Linked DNA regions of Mus musculus: region 1 is linked to region 2. Evidence: chromatin contacts called from public Hi-C data. All regions are on one chromosome and are shown on one strand. The core of a region is the stretch at or near the end of the contact, and the rest is flanking DNA. Distances in the headings are between cores, read along the strand shown.

Region 1 (6,167 bases), core at 1,051-3,550, 150 kb after region 2:
CACTGTGTGTGTGATCAGTCTGAGAACTCCTAAATGAATAGTGGATTCTCGACTTCCACATTGGGTGCCATCTGTTTCATGTAGCTTTGCTGCCCTGCCTAAGATCTGGGAAAGGGCCATGCTACCAGCCCCTATCCAGCTTCCCTTGAATTTACAGATAAAGGACACAGACACACACAGTTATTCAATTTCTACTTGCCTTTGACACAATTGCTGGGTGCTGTTTATCTCCTGCCTGGGAAAGAGTGCCATTATCAATATTCTTATCTCCACACCTCAGTTGTATCCAGTGCCTGCTAAACACCCTTTACCACCTGCCTGTAGGAGCAGCCTGTGTGGCTACTCCATTTGAGATCTTACATGACTGGTCACCTTTTCTCCATCAGAAGCATGGTGAACTCTCCCCCCCTTCCCTCCCCTCTCCCCTTCTCCCCCCCCCCCCCCTTGTATCTGTCTCTTGCCTCCAGGGACCTGTAAGTCCTGCCTATTCCTTCTACCTAGCAATTGTCCCATGACTTTTTTACTGACAGATCAAGAACCAATTGGGGAACAGGACCTTAGCATCAGAACCATTCCTTCAGCAATGTCAAGGAGGTTGAGAACCACTGCCCCAAGAAACCCTAATCAACCCATAGGTGTTTGATCATTGAGAGTAGTTACTGAAAAGGTAATTTTCTTTTCATCATTAGAGTGCAACAAACTAGTAAAAAGTAATTTTTAATTCAATAGCAACAGCATGATAATTTTGAGTTTACTTTCTCATTAAAAGCTGTTTATGAGTTTACTTCTCTTAGTGAAAAGCCTATCTGCTCTAGGAAAGGAATGGTCTTGTGGTTCTTACATTTGAAACACCCTGAGCCCTTAGGGCTATTGTTAGAATTGGAGCTTTTTTTTTTTTCTTTTTAGTGCCTACAATTTACTGCTTATGAAGAGACACCATAACCAAAGCAGTTTATAGAAGAAAGCATTTAATTTGAGGCTTGCTTATAATTTCAGGGAGTTAGTCCATTATCATTGTGGTGGGAGCATAGTGGCAGGCAGGAAGACACCAGATCAGTAATTGCGAGCTTACATCCTGATCTGTAGCCAGGAAGCAGAGAAAGATTGAGCCTGGTGATTGCTTTAGAAATCTCAAAGCCTACCACCAGTGACACATCTCCTCAAACTGGGCCACACCACCCAATCCTTCCCAACAGTTCAGCTAACTTGAAACCAAGCCTTCAAACATATAAGGAGGCCATTGTCATCAAACTACCACACTCAGATACTTATTTTAAGGCCTGGTGGTGGCAAGGTCTGTGAGCCTGTTGGGAAGCTCCATGAGGGATAGCAGATAACTAAGAATCAGTTTTGAAATTTTCTTATTTAAGAATCTCCAATAGTTAAACATTTTTAAAGCTTTTAAGTTTATATAAATAAAACTAAGCACTTTTTAAGCATTATATATTTATCATCAGAGAAGCATTATGTCCATCCTTTGCATCCAAAATTATTGAAAAGCCAGAATATTTTTAAGGTGAAATCTGAGCGTATTGCTATAGATGGGCCAGCCAGGCAACCTCAGGGAAGAGCAGGAAGAGATCTGTTTACTGATGTAGCAGGAAGTGAAAGGACTGCTGTCCTGCACCATGAAAATGGCTACTGGAAAAGGAGGCCCTTTAGGAACTGTGCATATATGGTGTTCCCAAAAATGAAAGTTTGCAGGTTTGCTTTAGTGTTTTTGTTTCAACTTCTTTAAGAAATTTTCTTAACTGTTGTGCTTTCCTGTGATATTTGGGGGACAAAGAAAGTGAAAAAGCAGCCACTTTAGGGAAAGCTGAGCTCTTTCTTTGTGACAGGATTCGAAGTAGAATCAGGCTGGTCTTGATAAAGAAAGAGAAATAAGTAAATAAGAGAGTTAGGGCTGGAAGGGAACTTATAGAGCATGGATCCCTGCTCCTAAGATTGACCAGATCAGACCAGCCTAAGATGCCCAAATTTCCCTTCATCTCGTCAACTTTCACCACTCTAGCCAGACAAAGTGGGATCCTTGGGGAGATTCAGAGCTTCTGTCTCTTTTGGCAACTGCAACATCCAAAATTCGCATCCCCAACAAAGGATCATCCAGATGTGCTCCTATGAAGGAGGGCTACTCTTTCCTCACATCTGGTGCTCAAAAATGCTTAAACTAAGTCATTAAGGATTCCTCACACAGTGTGATAAATTCCTCACATGAGGCACCAAAATGTTTTAGCTTGAATGCATTAATACTAAACTTAGAGTCAGGAAGCTCCACCCATCACAGGACCATAACTGAGGAGCTATGAACATGATTGGCCCTCTGGTGGGCACGTTTAAAAGTGCAACCTACTTTCTGCCTGAAAATCCTAAGGCTGAAAGTGCAATTTGAAGTCATTTCCAGCCCTTCTTTTCATTTGACACATATCGTATGGCTTTGCATATATCACATGTTAATAATAAGCCTTTTTGGTCAGGACAATATCTCCATGCTACAACCTCTCTGTGTTTCAGTTTTCTCAACCAAGGCAGCATCAATTCACACCCAGAGTTCATACATGGATACACAAGATGGCATTTGTCAAAACTGTTTTCTGGGTCAGGATGCACTGCAGACAGAGCTTGTATAGAAAACATTACCCACTCTTTCTGGCCAGATGGTATGAATAGGACACTGTCCTGTGAATTTACAAAACATTATATAGTATGGAAATCTATGTTTTTCTCATATACAAAAGAGTTTTCAGTAATAATGGGATAATTGCTGGGTGTCAGTTTCATAGAACTTTATAGTTTACTACTCACGATTCCCAGCAGATGCTGATGCAACAATATTTGTTGAGTGTTTAGTTTGGTCCCTGATGGGTGCTGCATGCTGAAGACACAGAGACTGACAAGAAAGTCCTCAGGCCTGGGAGCTTTTAGTCAAATAAGGACAGTTCTAGCCTCTGATGTGTTTGGAACATTTACAACATTGGGCAGTGAGCTAAACATCTTTTGAGAATGGTCTCATAAAATTCTCATTCAAAACATATTACATACAATCTATTACCCAGATTCTTCTGTGTTGTTTTGTTGTGGTCACCTTGTGAAACAGTCTCATATAGCCCAGGCTGCCCCCCCTCACTCCCTGTAACTGAACCTGGAACTATTCCACGTGCCTCCACTCTCCTCCCAAGTGCTAGAGTTACAGGCATGCACCCTCATCATCGTAAGCTTCTTAGCCTGTGGGCTATGACTCCACAGGTAAAATTCTGGCAATTGTAAAAGGTTTCTAGACACAAGATGACCAAGAAAAATCAAGGTAAAACATAATGAATCAGAGGTGTTCTGACAGTGCTGGTCCTGCAACCACACTGCAGTTTTCATTTCTAAGCACATAACATGCACACTTTGTCCTGCTATGGCACACACCACCATGCCACACGGAACCAGAAAACACTCCTTGAGATTCCTCAGCTCTGAGTACAAACGTGCCCAGCAGAGGGCCAACAATGTTCATAGCTCCTCAGTTAAGGTCCTGTGGTGGGTGGAGCTTCCTGACTCTAAGTTTATTCTTAATGCATTCAAGCTAAAACATTCTGTGCAGTGTTTTCATGGTACATACATAACACTTTCTGATGCATGCAAGCACAGCCAAACTAATACTTAGCATTTTTCTTCCACTATTCCTTAGCACATGAGCGTCAGATAGTCAAGCTTAGCTTCCGTAGTGCGCTGCATTAGATCGCCTAACTTCTAAGATTGCTCTTTGAGTTGTTTGCTTAAGTTTCATAAAGAGAACAACAAAAATAACCATCACCAGCAGCAGCAGCACCACTACCACCACAACAGCAACTGTTAGTTGAGCCAGGCATGGTGGCATATGCTTGTAGTCTCAGTACTTGAGAGGCAAAGGCAGGCTGATCTGTGCAACTCAAGGCCATCATGGTCTACGTGTTGAGTTCCAGACCAGTCATGGTTACAGTGAGACCCTATCTCAAAATAGTCCTTAACATACTTCTGCCACTTTTGTTCTGCATATTTATGTAAAGAAGCATCCTTGGCATTAACAATTACAAATTAATAAAAATTTCAGCCAGAGAAGAAAGGATGGACCATCTAGAGACTGCCATATCCAGGGAGCCATCCCATAATCAGCCTCCAAACGCTGACACCATTGCATACACTAGCAAGATTTTGCTGAAAGGACCCTGATATAGCTGTCTCTTGTGAGACTACGCCGGGGCCTAGCAAACACATAAGTGGATGCTCACAGTCAGTTATTGGATGGATCACAAGGCCCCCAATGGAGGAGCTAGAGAAAGTACCCAAGGAGCTAAATAGATCTGCAACCCTATAGGTGGAACAACATTATGAACTAACCAGTACCCCGGAGCTCTTGACTCTAGCTGCATATGTATCAAAAGATGGCCTAGTCGGCCATCACTGCAAAGAGAGGCCCATTGGACTTGCAAACTTTATATGCCCCAGTACAGGGGAACACCAGGGCCAAAAAGTGGGAGTGGGTGGGTAGGGGAGGGGGGGGAGGGTATGGGGGACTTTTGGGATAGCAGTGGAAATGTAAATGAGGAAAATATCTAATAAAAAAAATTTCAGCCAAATCTAAAGACATCAAAGATGCTCTGTGCCCTGCTATGCCAAATATTCTCCCAAGGTTTAATTCTTTATGTAAAAATAAACAAGCATGCTGTATAGTGGTAGTACACACCTTAAATCCCAGAACTTGGTGGGCAGAGACAGGCAGATCTCTGAGGATCCTGGGCCATCCTGATCTACAGAGTAAGTTCCAGGATCACCAGAGCTACACAGAGAAACCCTGTCCCCCACCAAAAACAAGAAAAAAAAAAAAAAGAAAAGAAAAGAAAAGAAAAGAATCTACCTCATTAGTGTTTGAATTTGCTTTTCTCCTAAGTAAATAGTAAAATGTGTATACTAAATAACTTTAAAATAAACTTTGTTTTCTATTCATAAATGTTTGGGTTTATGCATATTTTATGTACCTATATGTCTGCAGTCATAGAGTTCTCAGGTAAATGGAGTCATGAAGGGAAAGCCTAAAGAAGCCTTCATGTTACCCTGCTTTCAAGATGTGGCCACTGGAACTTGGAAGCCCTTGATGCAGCAGGCAGCCTTCTGGGGTAACACTTTTACTGCACACAAAATTTTTACTATTTTGTAATTGCCAATGCCAGGAACGCTTCTTTACATAAGTATGCAGAACAAAAGTGGCAGAAGTATGTTAAGGACTTTGTTTTGCACTGAAGATTGTAACCCACCTCCCAAGAAGATGCATTCTCTAAAGTCACTTGGAAATAACATTTTTAACACCTAAATATTGTTTCCTGTAGTGATTCAGTCCAGTTCTTCCTTCCAGCCTAATGCTCCCAGAAATAAGACTCAAACTCAAAATATGTTTACATATACCTTGGCCATATAGTTAGGCTCTACTCTGACTAGATCATAACTAAAATAGCCCAATTATTTTAACCTACAATCTTCCACTTGGCTAGTTACCTGTGATCAGGTACCATGTGCCCATCTCATCACATCTTCTGAGCCAAATATCCCACTTGGCTTTATCCTAAAATTCTTTCTCCTCCTGGATGTTCCACCTCCTATTTTCTGCCTAAGCCATAGGCCATTATATTTATTATTGACAGGTGTCACGTGCATGCAGACATAAGATATTCTCTATACAGTGTCTGTTTTTAAAATAAATTAATTCCTAATGTCTAAGAATTTGCATTAGTATTGCCCTTCAGTACCTGTGGGACTTGGATCAGGTGCCTATATAGCTGCAATACAAGAACACTGATGTTCCTTATATAAAATAATATATTTGCCTATAACTCATATATATATCAAATATTTTGATCTTGTCTAAATTAATATCTGGCATAATACAAATGCTATGTATATAATTGATTTGTTACATTCTTTAGGGAATAATAATAAGAAAGAAAGTCATCATGTTTAACAGAGATACAGCTTGTTTTAAATATTTTTCATCAATGATTGAATAAATGGATGCAGAAACATAGATAAAAATGGGTCAAACATAATTTGTAGTTTAGTGAGTGGGATCTAGGCTTCCTGGAGGTCACTGACTGTAGAAGTGTGGGCTTTGGTTCCTGATCCCAGTAGGATTCAGAAGGAATGAATGCATG
Region 2 (6,031 bases), core at 2,557-5,056:
AACACAAAGCTTGTCTCCCAACATAACATACCTTTTGTCCAGAAGTTTGAAGTCTTCATAAGTATAGACAGATCCAATCTAGCAGCCCCTTTCCTATCCAGGTCTGCTCCATTTTGACTTCCTAAATTTACATGTGAGGCTTCCAACACACATGCTGATGGGTTGCCAGCACAAATCTTTAGACCACAGTGTAGTCAGTAACCATCTTCTTCCTTTCTTTTATCTCATCACAAACCCAAGTCATTTTGTCCAGGTGACATAGCTTGGCAAAGCTGGGTGTCACCAAACAGTACTCACAACGGTCCTGGTTGTTGTTTGTCCATTCAAGTAGAATGTGCTCTCCTACGTGGGACAGACATGAATTAGAGGAGTTAGAGAGGCTCCCTGGAAGACTATTCAGTACCCTCTATGCCCCTAGAAGTATTAAATGTCTGATCTACCACTGGAAAAGGTAGACGAAAGCTGAGAGAGGCAGCATAAAAACAGGTACTATGTCATTGTCACAGAGGCTGTCTGAGTGTTTTCATTCTTGAAGGGAGACTGTGTCAACTTCTCTCCATTCCTGGCTAAAGTCCACTCAATCAACAGAACACCTCTATTGGAACAAGAAGAGCCCCAGAAAGAAGGGTCTTCCTGTCCCCACGGGGCCCTACTGAGGCTTTCCATACAAGAAAATGTGGGTTGTATTAGTAGAGAGAACCAATTGCAAGATGCTCCTCCCAGACCAAGAGCAGTATAAACGAGTAGGTCATGGGATGGATGGTCTAAGGCAAAGGCCTCTGTGGTGGCAGTTTTCATGTTCCTGTTCTGTGTAAACTTAACATGATTTCATTGTCTTCTATTGTCCTATCATCGAGGAGGGATATCAATATTGCCAAACCACGGGGGTTGATGAGGAGATATTCAGGGAAGAGTTTAACTTTGGGGCCCTTATACTAGTCCAGAGGCTTCTGTTATTGAAAATGTAACATTTGGTTTATATTGAGGCACTTGGCAAAAGTTCAAATAACCCAGCAATTAATATGGTATACATTTACTTACTCTGCAAGGCACCATGGGAGTGCTTGAGGGAATCAGTCTCCATCTTCATGGTCAGGATGTGAAGAGTCTCAACCAAGGAAACAGATTATTATATAGTGGCAAAATGTCACAGATTATTGTAAGCAAACAGTAAGAGCGATAGGAAAAGTAGATTCTCATCTCTGCGGCATCAAAGTCCCAACCACTTTCTCCTTCTCAAACATCTTTGCTGACATTCTTGTTTACACATGCTATCCTGAAGACTGGAATCAAGGATAGAAATACAGATGGGGGATGAATGGCAATGGAAGATGTCACCAAGAAGCAAACATAGGAGAAACAACTATGCCAGAAAGGTACATGAGAGAGGGGCTGGTGGGAAGTAGAAGAGGAGGCAGCAAGGGGTGGGCATTGTGTTAAGGGGGTAATGCTGTTTTACATACATGAATCCACAAATATGTGAAACGCAGCTGATCCTCTGATAATGATGAAGCAGGATAAGAGTCTAAAGCCAACTTCTGCCTTTCTGTAAAGGAGCAAGAACTTTCTACAGCCTGTGATGAGGATAGGGATGGCAACCACTCACCTGTCCCATCCTGATGGCTCTGGTCACTATGTTCTGCTCATCACTGAACCTGAATTGAGTCCTTACTCACTCAGATGCAGGGCCAAAGAGAGTTGAGTAGCTTGCCTGAAACTTTATGAAGAAGCTAGTTCAGGATTTCACCAAGTAAGTCTTGCATGAATGCTGGTCATTTTCAGAACACCGAGCCTGGAATATGTCTGGATTTATAATAGTGTCTGTATAGGGCCATAGCTGACAATCCAGAAAGCAAATTTAGCTGAACAAGTCAAGTCTGGCACCATGGTGGCAGAATTTCAGCATCACTGGCCTCTTCTCTGCTCAGCAGTGTGGAAAGTTCTCTTGCACTCAGGTTTTAGCATTCTTTCTACTCTCTAATTCATTCATATTTGTATCTCCTCCCCCTGCGTGCGCCATTCCCCATCCCCCATCTTATCTGTACTTTCTAACATGAAAATGTCAGCCCCTCTTACTTTTAAATTTAATAAGTTGATGTGACTTTTATTTTTCAGATATATTCTACAGTTCTCTTGTGCTCTGCAAAGCGCATTCCTAACAGTATGATTCAAAGATATTTGCATGGTATTCTAGGGTGCTACGCTCACAAGCAACTGCTGTGGATAGAATACACTGACCTCTTTCCTCCTGTTGTTATGATCTAATTTTACTCCCAGACCATCTCACAAGCTTCATGCAATCACTGGCAATGAAATCATACATTTCTCTATGGTACTGTGGATGAGGATCTGGATGGTCTAGGGAATCCTTCTAGATGAATGGGAGGACCTCCTTTGCCTGTCCCCTGGTGTGTGTGTCTGTGTCTGTGTCTGTGTGTGCGTGTGTGTGTGTGTGTGTGTGTGTGTGTGTGTGTGTGTAACATCATACATCATGGGCCTGTCATACATACATATATCTGTCTGGGCCCAGAGAGGTCATTCTGGGCCTCTTTGCCCTTCCTCATCTCTTAGCCTCAGGTTCTTTAACCATTACCCCTCCCACCCCAACTCTACAGCTCACTAATTTTTCTACTCTGGATTTTTAGTAGTAGTAGTAGTAGTAGTAGTAGTAGTAGTAGTAGTAGTAGCAGCAGCAGCAGCAGCAGCAGTATTATATGTATCCCTAGGCTAACCTGATACTCACTATGTGATCAAGGCTGCCTTTGAACTCATGAAAATCATTCTGAGTGCTGAGATTACAGGCATATGATACCATATGGGTTTACTTTTAAAATCATTAGTCCACATGTCTATTTGTATAGAGGTTGGAAAGGGGTGTGTGTGTGTGTGTGTGTGTGTGTGTGTGTATATTTTCTCATCAGTTCATATTTCCCATGTGCCTACCTATATAAACTGACACATGTAACTAGTTCCAAATGACCGAAAAGGAACAAAGTCCCACTTGAATATATGTATGTGAATACAAAATACACATGTGTTTTAGGGAGGACCATATAAAGGATTAGTCAGGATTTAAGAAGATAATTGGGGGGTGATTAACCCTGTAGGAACAATGAATGCTCCTCTTTATAGATCACTGTCAGACTCCATTAGGAGTCCCATTACATTAGTATTTCTGCTTGTGGTCTTCTGGACAGGTGAGTTAACAGCGAACCATGCCTTGTGTGAGTAACACATGAAAAGAATTTCAGGATTGGAAATACGCTGAAGGGCTTTTAAAATGCAGTTGCAAAATCTCCTAAAACTAGAGTTTGAAATAACAAGTGTGTTTTAAACTGATTCAGCAACTACTTTGAACTTACTGACTTTTACAATTACAAACCCATATTTGGACTTGACATTTTTGGATTTTTTTTCTTGTCCTGTTTTCAGTATGTATAACTACAAAACTGCTCAAAATAGGAGCTCTATTGAATGCTTCTATAAGGAAAAGTCTAGAACAGCATTTTTTTAAGCAAGCAATTAGCTACAAAAAAAAAAAAAAAAAAAGATTTATTTACTTGCTCCTTCAGCTGATGTCTACACTATCCTGATAATGTCTGGTTACAGGCCGAACAAGAACTTTCCTTTGGGCTCAGGTGCACATTTGGTCTTCTGAATCTATAGTTTAGTTATTAGCAAACAAGTGAGGCAATCGCTTCCTGGAGTCCTCACAGATAGCACTTTAGGGCGGGGCACGTCACCTTCACAGACCGGGGTAGGGGAGGGGCGGGGCTGAGCATTCCCGAGGAAGCCTGGAGTGGAGTGACCAAATAAGCAGCTGGAGGCTCCTGCGGCTGCGCCCCAGCCTGAGTGAGCCAAGACCCTTAATCAGGCCCGCCCCTCTCAGCCGGCTCTAGCCGGCTCCAGCGGGGTCTCTCTTGGAGCCCTGCCCTAGCTTCCTCGCTTACAACCGAAATTTAGTTTGCAACTTTTGTTCTTGAGACTTTTCCCCCAGGGCTTCTAGGAGGACAGCGGACCTCTGGGACATTTAAGGACTTGGGTTCCTCGGTGAGTTTTACAATGCTTGAAATTCCCTGGGTTGGAATGTAAATCAATGGGGAGGCTGAACACAGGGGAAGGGTCTGCTTTTAAAACGAACTGTTGCTGTGCAGTCATAAGGCGTGCAGTCTTCGCTTCAAATAAATGTGCGTTTCCTTTCTTTGTTACTTAGGCTCCCAGGAGCTCAAGTCCTAAGTGTCCTGACAGAAGACCGGCGGGCTCTTAGGGTTTGCTAGGAAACTACGAGACGATGGGAGAACCGCTGTCCACTCAAAACCTTCAGCTCGGAAATGACTAACTGAAACGTGGTTTGGATGAATGGGTCTCCAGTCTTAACCAACGCCGCTCCTGGATGAAAGGTCAGTCACTGCCCACCCAAAGTGCCCGCTGCATCCTACTGTGAGCCAAGGTCCCTCTGTCGGGGAGCGTGGCTTCGCAGTCTGCTTTAGACCGGGCACTCTCGAAGCCCCTGCAGAGTCTAAGTCTCTGGCTGGGCTAGCTTTGTGCCGGCTCTGAGGTTCTCCCCGAGGCTGCTAGCTGAGAGTCCCGGGACCCGCCCCACCTCTAGCTTCCCCTCCTCTAGCCCGGACCCGACCGGGAGGCGGGAAGGGGTGCAGAGGGTAGTCCACACGGGCGGCCCGGGGGCATCAGGGTGGAATGGTCAGGAAGACAGACGGCTCTTCGTTGCGAGCCGGGGCTTCCCGGTCCGGAGGTGCAGCGAAGAAGGGAGAGTTCCCTCGGCGAGCGCCTTTGTTCACTGCGGCCTGGTGGGCGCGAGCGCTGGGCGGCGACCACCCTAGGCCTAGCTGCCGCTTTTGTGCCGCAGGTACGATCCGACCCGCGGGGTCCAGAGCACCGGATTTACCCGGAATGCCAATGGGGAGAGGTGGCTGTGGTGTCGCGAAGCCAGGTCCAGCCTTGGCGCATCTTCAGTCTGGGTCCTGAGATTTATCAATGCTGGATTGAATTCGGGCTGACCGCCTAGGGTAGCTTGCACGTGAGGGAGCTGACCGGCTCTTTGGAATAGCTGCTAGCTGGAAAAGAAAAAAGAAAAGAAAACGGGAAAGCAGGCGGGTAGGAGAAATTGGGAAAAGATCTTTCTAATGAGAATCTCCTGTTTACTCCCATTTTCTTTAATATACTAGTAAAGTGATTGTTCAGATACCCGTAGATAAAAGTAACAGCTTTTGATTCACATTCTTTACAGCAGTAATGGTTTTCTTAGGTTATGGGTCATGTTACAGGGACACAGATGCCATCACAAGGTAGTCAGTGGTGGTAGAGCTAATTTTTAGGCTAACTTTCTGGTGAAAGTACATTCATTAAAATTAGATTTGCTCCTCTGTGCCTTTATTTTGGGAAACAGTCTGGTCCCCAGGGGCAGAGATGCCAGGAAGTGGTATATGAGAAAGTGAAACTGGCCCAGAAAAGTATGATTGAAGGTAGTGGTGCAGAAAATGACCCCACCCTTAACACTGAAAGGGTGATTTGTAAACAGTTGGTAAGTGTGGACTTCATCAAAAGGCAGCAGGGGATACAGGCTTGCAAGTCTGACTTTGGGTTCAATCTCTAGCACGAAGGAAAAGTTTGTCAAAAGAAATGTAGGGCATAGTGGTTTTGTTTTTGTTTTGTTGTGGTGGTTGTTGTCGTCGTTTTTGTTGTTGTTTGGATGAAAGATAAATTCAGTAACTAAAGGGTTTCCATCATATTCCTAAACCACTTTTCTTCTGTTGCGCTCTCTTTGCCTCTCCCCATCCTTGCCCTTTCCTCCCACTCCACCCCCACTTACATACCAAGCACTCAGCAAAGATGAGACTGACTGTGCACACCTGTAGATCTTCTGAGGAAGGGTTCCTTAGACATTTAAGATGATCTCCATGAGTGTTATGATGAGTACACTCTGAGACTGCAGCCCTTCCTGGGAGAAAAGTAACCCTATAGATCCTTATAATTGCTTTTCTTACAAAGAAAATTCAGAAGATGGGAAAGG

Evidence for each region. Hi-C and Micro-C count contacts between places; a contact is called where the count stands out from the background.
Region 1: a Hi-C map of double positive thymocytes shows a contact between it and region 2, with 2.9 times the contacts expected there. The contact joins the enhancer-like site here to the promoter of B3gnt5 in region 2. A contact is called at or near these places in 4 of 39 promoter capture datasets (the C10 cell line, embryonic stem cells, pre-B cells and 1 more), 2 of 484 Hi-C or Micro-C datasets (double positive thymocytes and embryonic stem cells), 5 of 115 datasets of contacts at active chromatin or transcription factors (embryonic stem cells and stem cell-derived neural progenitor cells) and 2 of 9 other capture datasets (liver and pancreatic islet).

The regions. Positions count from the first base shown.
Region 1 is chr16:19,905,006-19,911,172 of GRCm38.p6, forward strand. No RefSeq gene overlaps it. Among named protein-coding and RNA genes, the nearest start is that of A930003A15Rik, 24 kb to the left of the region's middle. Within about 2 kb of position 2,301, at least 9 of the 459 cell types and tissues checked have an H3K27ac peak or open chromatin away from gene starts, as enhancers often do. A contact at or near this core is called in double positive thymocytes, where this site is marked.
Region 2 is chr16:19,756,428-19,762,458 of GRCm38.p6, forward strand. B3gnt5 (UDP-GlcNAc:betaGal beta-1,3-N-acetylglucosaminyltransferase 5) reads left to right here and starts at 3,807. Exons shown (of 4, transcript NM_054052.3): 1 at 3,807-4,050; 2 at 4,214-4,400.